2 separate regions of the Mus musculus genome follow, and region 1 is linked to region 2. A link is a contact called in public Hi-C data. All regions are on one chromosome and are shown on one strand. Each heading gives the region's core, a stretch centred on a gene start, on an enhancer-like site or on the middle of the called end of the contact. The rest is flanking DNA. Distances are from core to core; before and after follow the strand shown. Region 1 has its middle 13 kb from the start of Gm19656. Region 2 holds the start of Emsy (EMSY, BRCA2-interacting transcriptional repressor).

Region 1 (5,852 bases), core at 1,781-4,280, 84 kb after region 2:
GTGAAAAGAGCTGATGCAGGTGTGGGGAGAAAGCATCATTACAGGTTGCAGGGACCACAGAGGCATCAAAAGGCATCCACTTAGTTGGCTTCCAGCATCCTCCACAGCACCCCTGTTGCCACTGAGGAATTGGTCCGTGTTAATGTAAGGCTTCAACTGAAAAGAACTGCCTCGGGCCATTGGTGGCCCCTTGGCTTAGGGGCATGTAGGCATGCAATCTTTTGAGTTCAGTTGTGCACATATAGGTTTTGGAAAGTCTTGAAACCTTGTAACATCCCTTTTCACTCTAAGGGGACAACAGCTTTTAACTTTAAATTATTTAGCTTCCCTCTCCCTCTTCCCCCTCTCTCTGATGTGTGTGCACGTGTGTGTGTGTGTGTGTGTGTGTGTGTGTGTGTGTGTGTGTGTGTGTGTGTGTGTGTGTTTACAGGCCAGAAATCAACCCTGGTGTTATTCTTCAGGTGCTGTCCATCTTGAGATAGCATCTCTCACTGGCACCTGACCTTCACCAATTAAGTTAGGCTGGTCAGTCACTGTGTCTCTGAGATCTGCCCTGTCCCTGCCTCCCCAGCTGCTTCTTGACCTGTCATCCCCTCCCCTTGTTATCTCTACAGCCACCTGTACAGTCTGTGTCTCCCCACTTCTTGGCATAATTGCATCACAACTTTGGCTACCAGAACTCTTTGCAGCAACCGATCGAGGCAACGCTGCTGACAACACAGGCATGTAGTGTTCTGTGATTACTTTTCTGTCCCTGCACAGCAGATGCAGTAGCATCAGTCTCAGCATGTTTCAATGTGCACTGGTGTTTATTGGAAGGCTCTCCCAGCCTCCCAACCCTCCCAGCCCCCCAGCCTCCCAGCCTCCCAGCCTGTATAATCAGGATGAGTTGCTTTCCATCCTAAGTCCTCTGGCCTCCACCATCCTTTTCCTGCTCTCCCAGCCACATTCTTTCTTGGGTGCTGCATTCCTCTCTACTTTGGTTCATGTTCTCATCTCGTCTGAAGCGTGACTCCAGTGGGAATAAGAAGACAACTTGCAAGAGTCCGTTCTCTCCTTCCACCATGTGAGTCCCTGTTGCTAAAATCCTTCCTTGGAGGAAGACATAAACTATGTCTCCCTCCCTCTACGATTCTAATGATGAACAAAAACTTTATTTCACTGAAGCTCATGCTGGGGAACCAATGAGTTTATGGGGCTTATTTCCAGGGCATGCACAGATGAGGAGCTGCTTATAGGAGAGTGGATGACTCCAAAGCAGTCACCCTGATTGTTCCCATAGCAACATATGTGGAGTCTTCTTCCCCTAGAGTTTTGAGCCTATATACTGCAGCAAAAGGTCATGTTCAATTAGGGCTGAATGGCATATAGAGGGCTGGGAAGAATGGCTGGTACTCATAGGATGATCCACTGACCCCACCAACTCTTTCCCAGAGGGAATCTCCACAGGCCAGATTGTGCTGAACTCTCTCACAAGCAAGCACAGCTAATTTAACAAAGATGGAAGCAGTCTGGCTCAAAGGATAGCACCTTTCAGTAGCCTTCCAAAGAATTGAATCAGGCTCAGGCAAGCGCCCTTACCTGGTGAGCCATCCTTGCTGACCTGGGGCGGCTTCCATCATAAGCTCCTGTCTTGTTGACCGTCAGTGTTTCCGACTAGCCTTCCATTGCTCTGGCTATCTGGGCTGAATCCCCTTACATCCTCATTATCCCCTCTCTTCTGGTTTCTCTTCATCATTCTGCTCTGTTTTCCTCCAAACTTTCTTCCAATTGTTCTTCTTAATTCCCCCTTTTTGCTATTTTATATTTAACGCCCAAGAGTTCTTGTTTTGTAGCATCCCATTCTTGTTCAATGACTATAATACCTCGATTTTTAGAGCACTAATTACTCTTTTCTGTTTGAAGCCTGCTTCATGTCGACTCCCTTATCTAGATTCCTTTTTAGTTCTCCCTGGGATTTTGATGTTACTTTGCCTTTTATCCTTTAAAACCTTTGACTCTCCCACTGGGGGTGTCCCCAAGTGCCTGCTCATCTCTGTGCTTGTGTCTAAGAATGGAACACTACAGCACAGGCTTGGTTCTCTGGGAACAGAATAGAGTTGCATGCAGGATCTGGTTGAGGCACTTCAAAGACTGATGAAGAGAAAAGCTCCTGCCTGAGCTCTTGTGTCAATTCCTCCTGGACCATTTGTTGCTATTGTGCAGAGGGGTGGCATGGGAAAACTTGGAATCTACCCCTTCCAACGTTAACACATATTTATTTTTATTTTATGTACGTGAGTGCTTCCCCTGCATGTATGTATGTGTGCTACGTTCATGCGTGGTACCCACGGAGTTCAGAGGAAGGCATCCAATCTCCCGGAATGGAAGTTATAGACACTTATGAACCACCATGTGGGTGCCCAGAACTGAACCCTGATCCTCTGCAAGAACAGAAAGTGCTCTTAACCACTGAGCCACCTCTGCAGCCCAGGAATCTGTTTCTTAAATAGATTTCCATGCAGTCTTTGTGTCGTTAGCTCCTGCCCAGTTCCAGAAGTACCAGCACAGCAGATTCCAGAAGCATCCAAGGGTTTCCAGTGTGCCCTGAACTGCTTTCCTCCCCTTTCTTGCCTGTCTGGGACTCAGCCACCGACCATCCCTGGTCCTATGGGTCTGCTTGCCAATGTTTTGATAAATCCCTTTGTGTTGATTTAATTGATTTCAGAAAAGACCACAGGGCAATTTACCTCACTTCAGTTTTTAAAGGAAAAGCAATAACACAGTCTGTGCAAGGATTATTTACTGCCCGTTTATAAACATCAACAAAGTGTGGCCAGACCTTGGGGGAGGGGTAGGAAACTTTCCACTCCACCTTACCCCACCCCCACCCCCGTGAATGCCCAAGTCCAAATCCACTTCTTGTGATGCCTTCCTGTCTCCCAAGCTCAAACTCCCGGGTGGCCTGACCTGATTGGGCCAACCCAGTGGCAGATGTTACAGTCCCTTGCAGATGTCAGCTCATTTACACATTTCTGAGCTACAGGGCTCAGGAAGTTGATCCACAGACCAAGATCCCACAGCTCTGAGAGAAATTTGAGCTCAGGGCTGTCTCCTCCCTCTAGGCCCTCTGTCATTGCTGACTTTGAGGTACCCTGGAGGAAGAAGTTACACGTTCTGGTGAGAAAATGGCACGTGTACTAAGTCAGCCTAGACCCAGGGAAAGCCTACAGATTTGGGAAGGGGGAGGAGAAGGGGGTGGGTGTGGCTCAGAGGAAGAGGGGGATCTTCATTCCCTGAGATTGGCTCAGGGTGGTGTTACAGGAGGGACTGACTGCTGAGCCTATCACCCACCCTCAGCCTGGCTTCTCTCATAGAGAACCAGCAATGACTGGAATAATAATGAGAGTTGGGGAGAAATTTGCAAGGCACTTTCATCAGATCTCTGATATTACAGGAGCTGGACAGCATCTCTCTTTGAGGCAAGAGGAAACCAGAACGCAGAGGTTAACTTCCCAGCTGCAGAACTCTGCTCCTGGATTCAAACCCTTCCCTTCTAAGCCCAGCCCTTCGCATCCCCACCCTGTCTGGTCTAGTTTTATCATCTCATCAGCCCAGGGAACTTCCTAATGCATTCAACATGTATGTGGAGCATGGGCTGCCTGCTTGTCTTAGTCTCTAGGAGATGGCCTGGAATCTCTGTGTTGGCAACTGTCCCCACACCCCCACACCCCCCCGCCCCCGTGATTACCTTTTCTCTTTCATTATAATTTAGCTTTGAGACGGGGGTCTCATATAGCCCAGGCTGGCCTCTGACTTGTAGATGACCTTAAACTCTTGATCCTCTTGTCTCTACCCCCTGATTGCTAGGATTACAGGACTGTGTCATTATGCCTGCTTTCACCTGGTGCTGGGGATCAAACCCAGGGCCTCATGCATGCTGAGCAAGCAGTTCATGAACTTAGAGCTACTTCCACAGCCTCCACTGCAGCTGGCCTTGGCCTGTAAAGCAATGGGTTCATTGTGACACAATGAACTTCATGTGTGCACCTGTGGTACCTCACTCTTGACTATTTTCTTACGCTCCTCCCCCAGGCTCGTCCCCTCTTCTCTCATGGTCCCCATCTACATTTATGCTGCATTTTCTAGATCCTGGATACAAAAGAAGACACAGTGCTTGTCTTTGCGCTTGGTTATTCTGCATGTCATAATGATTCCCAGGTCCATCGTTTTTCCTGCAGGTACAACTGAACAAGAATAACCCTGTGCTCATCTGCTCACGGTGTCTTCACGCATTCATCTATAAGAGGCCAACCCCAGGATTTGCTTGTTGTTACTAGTGTCACTGTAAACACAGATGTGAAGGAATTTTAATTACATGCTGGCCTTCAGTCCCTTTGAGTGTTTACCCAGGAGAAGCACAGCTGGAGCACATGACAGTTCTTTTTAGTTTTTCCAGGAACCTCCATACTGACTTCCGTAGTGGCTACAATCATTTACAATCCCATCAGCAGTGTATACAGTGGTTCCCAACCTTCCTAACGCTGTGACCCTTTAATACACTCCCTCGTGTTGTGGGGACCCCACCCCTGCCATAAAATATTTCGTTGCTACTCCATAACTGTGATTTTGCTGCTGTTATGAGTCGTTATGTACAGGATATACAGGATATTGACATGTGACTCCTTCTCGACCCACAGGTTGAGAACCTCTGATGTAAGAGCTCCTCTCACCCCATGCCTGTGCTCTTTCTTAGTTGCTTTCTTGATGATAGCTGTCCTGAGGTGAGACGGATTCTCCTTGTAGTTTTGATCTGTATTTTCCTGACAGTTACAGATGCTGAACACGCGTTTGTGTGTGTATTGGCTATCCGTTGTGCTCATCTAAGTGTGAGCTACCCCTCAGCCTACAGCGCTGCCAAAGGCGAAGTGAATAGAGCAGGCCCTTCTCTCTGGCCTTGGGATGCTTCAGTTTCCCAACTGGGAAGTGAGCACAGTAACTGGACTCAAGTGGAAGTGCCTCTGCCCAGCCACCTACACAGAGGAGTGCATACCTGCCTTCCTAAAAGGCTGCCCGCACAATGCCCCCCCCCCACAATCCTCCCCTGCCACCACAAGCAATCATGGTCAGTCAGCACAGGTCAGCATGGCATGTGATGAGGATGGGGGCTCTTCACTTCCAGGTTGAGGATCAGTAAGACTTGGAGGGGGGCTCAGGGTCACCTCCACAATCCACTGAGACGCCCCATCTCCCACTGAGGACAGTGGGGTACCAGGGTGCAAGGTGCTTCCTGAGGTCTTGAATCCTCCACACCCTCTCCTCCAGCCCCTGAAGCAGCCAGTAGATGTTCTTGGGCTTGTAGGGATGTGTGTGTGTGGGGGGGGGGCAGCTTTTCAGTGCACCTTCTGTCCCGACCACCAGAAGCCCTGGTATCCATACTGCACAGTGTGGGGTGTGCAGGCCCAATGGGTGGGTAGGCTTTTTTGAAAACAGTTAAGGAAAGTTTTGAAAGACAAAGAATTCAAAGGGCAGCATATGCAAAGACCAAGAGGTGGCCTCTGACAGATGTGTGTCACTGTGCATCATTGAAATACTGAGTTTGGAGGGCAGCACGCTGGAAAGAGCCGACCAGTTTGTGGCCTTGGAAAAACTACTAGAGAAGCTGGGCTCTCCAGTCTTCACTTGACAAGAATGAGACCCAGTGCCTGGGGCCAAGGTAGCAGCAGTGGGAAATCAGAGAAGGAGTGGGCTTTTCCACATAGACTGGCTGTGGGGCCAGAGAGAATGAACTGAACAGAATGGAGGCTCATCCCTGGAGGAAGCAAGGGGAGGTGATGCTTTCCCACACCGTGTGCTCCTGGAAAGAGCTGATG
Region 2 (5,667 bases), core at 1,221-3,720:
TTTCAACCTGTGACCACTCAACCTGTGAGCACAACTCCTTTAGAGGTCAAATGACCTTTTACAGCGGCTACCTAAGACACAGATATTTACATTAAAATTCATAACAGTAGCAAAACTACAGTTATGAAGTAGCAACAAAAGAATTTTATGGTTGGGGGTGACCACAATGTCAGGAACTGTATTAAAGGGTCACAGCATTAGGAAGGTTGAGAAGCACAATGCTAGAAGTCAAATACTGACTGTATGACTTAATGGGAGTACTGCCTCATGTCTAAACTTCCTATGTAAAAAGGGGACCAAAACCAAACCAAACCAAAGCAATCCACCTTTGGGGCTTGAGTGTTATGTGAGATGTATAAGGAGAAGGCTTCCCATTTGTCATGGCTCCTTGTGTCATAACTCCTCCATCTCGTGTACAAATCATTCTAGGTCCTGAGGACTATGCCACCAACAGCCATGACCAAGCAGAAAAAGAAAAGGTCACAGAGAAATATAAAATATCAAAAATAAAACGGGCAGGCACGGCCAAGCACACCTGTGGTCCCATCACACGGGAAGCTGAGGAAGGAGACCGACATGATTCTGAAGACAGCCTGGGCTATGGAGTGAGAACCCGGCTTAGAACAAAAACAACAAAAAGCATACCCAATTTTCGAAGAATCCGTTTGCATTCATCCCTGCTGAGATCCAAAAGGGTTGGCCACACAACAGGCATTGCTGCTTCTGTCTGGTAGCCCCAAAGAGCTTGTCCTCCCTATCAGAGGAAAAACAAATCACATTACCAATGTATACGCAAGGATATAGAAAGCCTTCGACTGGCTACAAACTAAGATTGAAAAGATAACTCATACCATTTTCATCTCCACACTCCAGCTCCTGACAAAGGAAAAAAAACACCATTTGAGAGCACAATGACCCAGCTCATACTAACAGGGGAAAGAACAGGTTTTAAAGTCAAACACTTCTTGGTTCCAGTTCCAGCTTTACAACATAATTAGTTGTTTCATCCTTGTGAATTGGCCTCTCTGAACCCAATTTGTATGCCTTTATTTTAAAAAAAAAAAAAAAAAAAGTAATCCCAAGTTTGTTTCAAGTATTATTTAGAAAACAGGGCAAGCCAAGTTCTGTCATAGTGGCTGGCATATGACTTGCCAAACAGACTCTACCACCTGTGCAACCTTGGACAAGTGATTTGACCTCTGCCAGTTTCCTTAATAATAAGTTAGGAGATAAAATAAGCAAACGGTGGAGCATGTCATTTGGATAAATGAAACTCAATAACTCTTTTCTCAAGTTTTGGCAGTAAAAAAAGAGTCATTTCGACCAGTTACCAAAAGTTTAAAAGCCTAGAATTTCGCACTGTGAATTCCTTGGTCAAACAAAACTACACTACAGGTTGAGAACTCAGTAGATCTTCCTTAACATCTGTTAAACTGATAAATGGATGGTCAGCAGCAGAGTAGAATGAATGAATGAGCCAGCCTAAGAGTCAAACACTAAACCGATATGACTCTTCAACTGCGTTCCAGGCTCTGGGTTGCTAACTCCAACTCTTGGCCTCAAGTGGAGCCCCCTTCCCCCTACTTCCCATAGTCCTCTGAGCTCAGAACCAACTCTGAGCGAGCCAAACTGGATGGCGCGCCCCAGCTGGCAGGATGACATAAAGAAAGGGGGTGGAGAGGAGGAAGGGGCAGAGCCAAAGGAATCCGCTCGCTCCCCAAGCCAGTCCCCGCCTCCCGGTAGAATCTCGGAGGCGGCCGGCGACCGCCCGAATCGGGTACCACGTCACGGCATCCCAAAGCATCCCCTCCAGGGAAACGCACGGCGGGGCCGCACAGCAAAGGAAAGCCGGGCAGCAGAAGCCGGAGCGTGCTCCCGGCACCGGGGTCGCACCGACTCCGTCCCCCGCTCAAGTGTCAGCAGGCAGCCCGCCCCGCCCCCTCTCTAAACACGCACTCGCTCACAGCACCACAACAAGAGCAGCCCGCCCGGCTCCTCGCCCGCGCGGCTCCGAGCGGGTTCCAATGTCAAGCCCGCGCCCCCGCGGCCAGCAGCCAGTCTTGGGAACCCTGGCCAGCGTCCGCGCCTCGCGCACTCCTCAGCGGAGACGACAACGGAGAAAAAGCGGGGGCACGGACAGACAGTCAGACAACCCGGAGTCGCCTCGGGGCTCCTAGACCTCGACCTCCGGCGTCCCATCACCAGGCATGCCGGAGTCGCCCTCAGTCCACTTGAGGGAGCCCCGCGATCCCGTTAGGAAACAACGGAGGATGGGGCTGACCGACCCAAGCCGGGCTCCCCGTGCCTGGCCAAGCGCTCCCCTACCCTGGATAGCCTGCCAGCTTTTCCCAGGACCCTGCCTGAGAGACACCCACCTGCCCGGCCTTTCGGGGCTCATCTAAAAGGCTCCTCCGCCAAGACTAGGGGACACCAGGAATTAGGTTTGTTTGCGGTGCCTCAGAAGGGGCAAGATGGCGACAGATACCAGAGCGCAGGCGCAGGCGCGCGCGGCTCGCCGGGAGGTGTAGTTCGCCTTTCCCGCCTTTTGAGAAACGAGCACTCAAAAGCCTCCATTCTTCCTGTCCCTTTTCCTCTGCCTTTTGAAAGGAAAGGGCGGACAACGCGGGTCCTAGTGGGAGTTGTAGTCCGAGTCCAACCTCGCTCCTCTTTCTCTTGCTGCTTGCTGGTCACATGCGCAAGGAAGTCTGGGAGTGTAGTTCCTTTCGGCTTCTACATTACCCTCCAGTCTCCAGCTTCGCGCGCCTATCCTCCGGTCTTTCCCAGCCAATCAGCTGCTCTTTCGGCTGTACGTGTGGCGTCACACGTAGCGGTCAAGATGGCGTCTGTAATTGGAGCTGAGCTTCGACCTTTTCACTCTAGCGAGGGTTGGGATGAAAAGAACACAGCTTGGTCCCTGATGCCCAGTTGAGGATTAAGATCTGGTTCCGTAGACGCTTGGGAGTAGTCATCAGCGTCTTCCAGCCACCCAAACGACAACTCAAGAAAGGTTATCCACTACGGAGAGAGAAGACCTCACAGTGGCCCGTACACCTTTCTCGGTGTTAGGAGTTGCAAGTGGAGGAAAGGAATCCGAGCGGTCTCAGCTTGGAGTTACGCCATGTACGAAGTAGGAGAGGTAGTGATATCTCGTGCAAAATCTGACAAAGGGAAGAAGGGACTTACTTGAGGCACTACGACATGGTAGGTTCACCATCAGCCTTTGTTCTTAACCACACAATGTTGTGGAGGCCTTGTGCCCCTATTTTACAGATCGATAGGGACCCAATATATTGTTTCTCTGATCCAAGAACTCAAAGTTAATTTCTAGTATTATAAATCCCATCGAATTTTGTTGTGTCCTCCCTCTAAATAAAGAACTCTGGTAGCATCGGATGCAATGAAAGTGCAAATCTTGAGGAATTGTTAGTGTGCATCCTTCTGTTAGCAGATTCCCGTGAAAACTAGGGTAACCACTGGGAGGACATCTAGCTCAATGGCAGATTGCTTGTCAAGTATGTGCAAGACCTGGAGACCTGAATCGGATTCCTAGCACTAAGGGATGTTAGGATGGACACACGAGAAAAACTACCCTGTGGGAATATTAAGATACACAACGTGAATGAAAGTTCTTTTCCTAGTTCATTATGAATTACATTTATAATCTCAGCACTGTAGAAGTGGAAGAAGATGAGGAATGCAGGGTCAGACTGGACTGCAAGAGACACCGAGACCAAAACAAGAAAAAAGAAGAAGTTTTTAAGTAAATTGTGAACCACTGCATATGAGTCTACTCCTGCTCCTGAATGGAGCTGTAGGTTAGTCAGAAATAAAAAGGACCATTTCCTATACAGCTCTCCTGGCCTTCTTATTGCACCCTATTTTGAGGTCAGTTTCTTAAGAATACCTTGCAAGGTAGTAAATTAAGTCTTCTCGAGACAGGAATCAAAGGTGTACACCACCACCACCTCACTGGTAAATTAAGTTTTAATAGGAGGTTTTGTAATTTAACAGACATTCTATGATTTGACTCTTGCAGCATCTCCGTGAGACAGGCGTAATTAAGCTTCACCACTCTATAAATGGGAAAGCACAGTTGTTCAGGAACTGGTGAACTGAGAGGGTTCACATAGTAGAGCCCTGTCTCTAAAGAGCTGGAGAAATGGCTCAGTGCTTAAGAGCACTGGCCTCTCTTCCAGAGAAGCTGGGTTCTATTCCCAGCACCCATATGGCTCACAACCATTAATTCAGTTACAGGAGTACCTTAGGCACTGGACACATGTAGTATACAGATATCCACGCAGGCAAAATACCCAGACACCGAAAGTAAATCTTTTAAGACAACAAAAACTTTTACAGTAAGTCAAAAATAAGTGACAGATTATTAGAGTTGACCCTCCATCTCTTACATAATAGGTCCTTGGTACGGGTTAAAAAGCATCCCTAAGGTCCCACATAAGTAGATTGATAAAACAAGAATTTAAGTTTTGGCAGCCTGGGGTTGACGAGAAGGTTCAACAAGTGTTGTGTGTCTGTCTTGCAAGCCTGATGACCTGAATTCAATCCTCCAGTGATAGTGGGAGAACTGGCTTCACAGAAGTTTCCTCTGATCTCCAACGTACACACACACACACACACACACAATGAGAAAACTCTACCTGTTATATATAGGCAGCTTGGTCCTAGAGTCTACCTTCAGCCAGTAGTACCTCTCAAGATTTAATGTTAGCAGGAACACATGAAGGTAGGTCCTGGTAAAATGCAAGTTTTGAATTTCGTAGTTTGGGGATAGGGCCAGATCCTGTTTCTAAGAAGCTCCCAAGTCTCAATGCTGCTGACACTACATACCACTTTACACCTTCCCTTTCTCTTAGCCGTTTTCTTTTTAAAGAATTTATTTATTTATTATATGTAAGTGGACCTTTGGAAGAGCAGTCAGCGCTCTTAACCACTGAGCCATCTTGCCAGCCCTCTCCTAGCCATTTTCATTACTTGGTTTTTGTTTGTTGTTGTTTGGAGTCAAGGTCTTACCATGTATCCTAGGCAAGCCTCAAACTTGAGACCCTCCTGAGGATTACAGGTATGAACCAAAATCCCTACTGTCCTCTCTTAAGCATCAGACTCAAAACTACAGCTCTCCCTTACATCGCATAAAACTTACCTAGCCCTACCAGTCCCATGTCTATTTCCACACTTTTTTTTTAAACAAGTAATTTATACTTTTTTTTTTCCTTTCCCCCCTTCCCTTCTCCCTCTTGCTCCAGCCCTGCTTGCTCCAACCCATAGGCTGTTTTATGTTTGTTTGTTTGTTTGTTTGTTTGTTTTAATTTGTTTCTCATTACGAATGGTTATGAGCCACCATGTGGTTGCTGGGATTTGAACTCATGACCTCCAGAAGAGCAGTCAGTGCTCTTAATCACTGAGTTATCTCACCAGCCCCTATTCCCACATTTACCCTGTTAAATAGAAAAAGAAAAAAAAAAGTTATGGTCATTTGTAATTCCCTGGCTAGAAAAGAAGCTCTCTATGAAGAGGGACCAACCAGATATATTCATTTTGTGTGTGTGTGTGTGTCTGATGCACAAAATAATAGCTATATGCATACAGATTTTTCTATTCTAGTTGCTTTTCATAGATTAGCTTCCTTAATCAATACAATAACCTGATAGT

Evidence for each region. Hi-C and Micro-C count contacts between places; a contact is called where the count stands out from the background.
Region 1: a contact with region 2 is called in a Hi-C map of the N1E-115 cell line, with 14 times the contacts expected there. The contact joins the enhancer-like site here to the promoter of Emsy in region 2. A contact is called at or near these places in 1 of 39 promoter capture datasets (the 3T3-L1 cell line), 1 of 484 Hi-C or Micro-C datasets (the N1E-115 cell line), 3 of 115 datasets of contacts at active chromatin or transcription factors (the SCID.adh cell line, embryonic stem cells and fibro-adipogenic progenitors) and 1 of 9 other capture datasets (liver).

What each region holds. Positions count from the first base shown.
Region 1 is chr7:98,737,576-98,743,427 of GRCm38.p6, forward strand. No RefSeq gene overlaps it. Among named protein-coding and RNA genes, the nearest start is that of Gm19656, 13 kb to the left of the region's middle. Within about 2 kb of position 3,031, at least 11 of the 459 cell types and tissues checked have an H3K27ac peak or open chromatin away from gene starts, as enhancers often do. A contact at or near this core is called in the N1E-115 cell line, where this site is marked.
Region 2 is chr7:98,654,099-98,659,765 of GRCm38.p6, forward strand. Emsy (EMSY, BRCA2-interacting transcriptional repressor) reads right to left here and starts at 2,471. Exons shown (of 20, transcript NM_172280.2): 1 at 2,376-2,471; 2 at 646-754. The coding sequence starts at 715.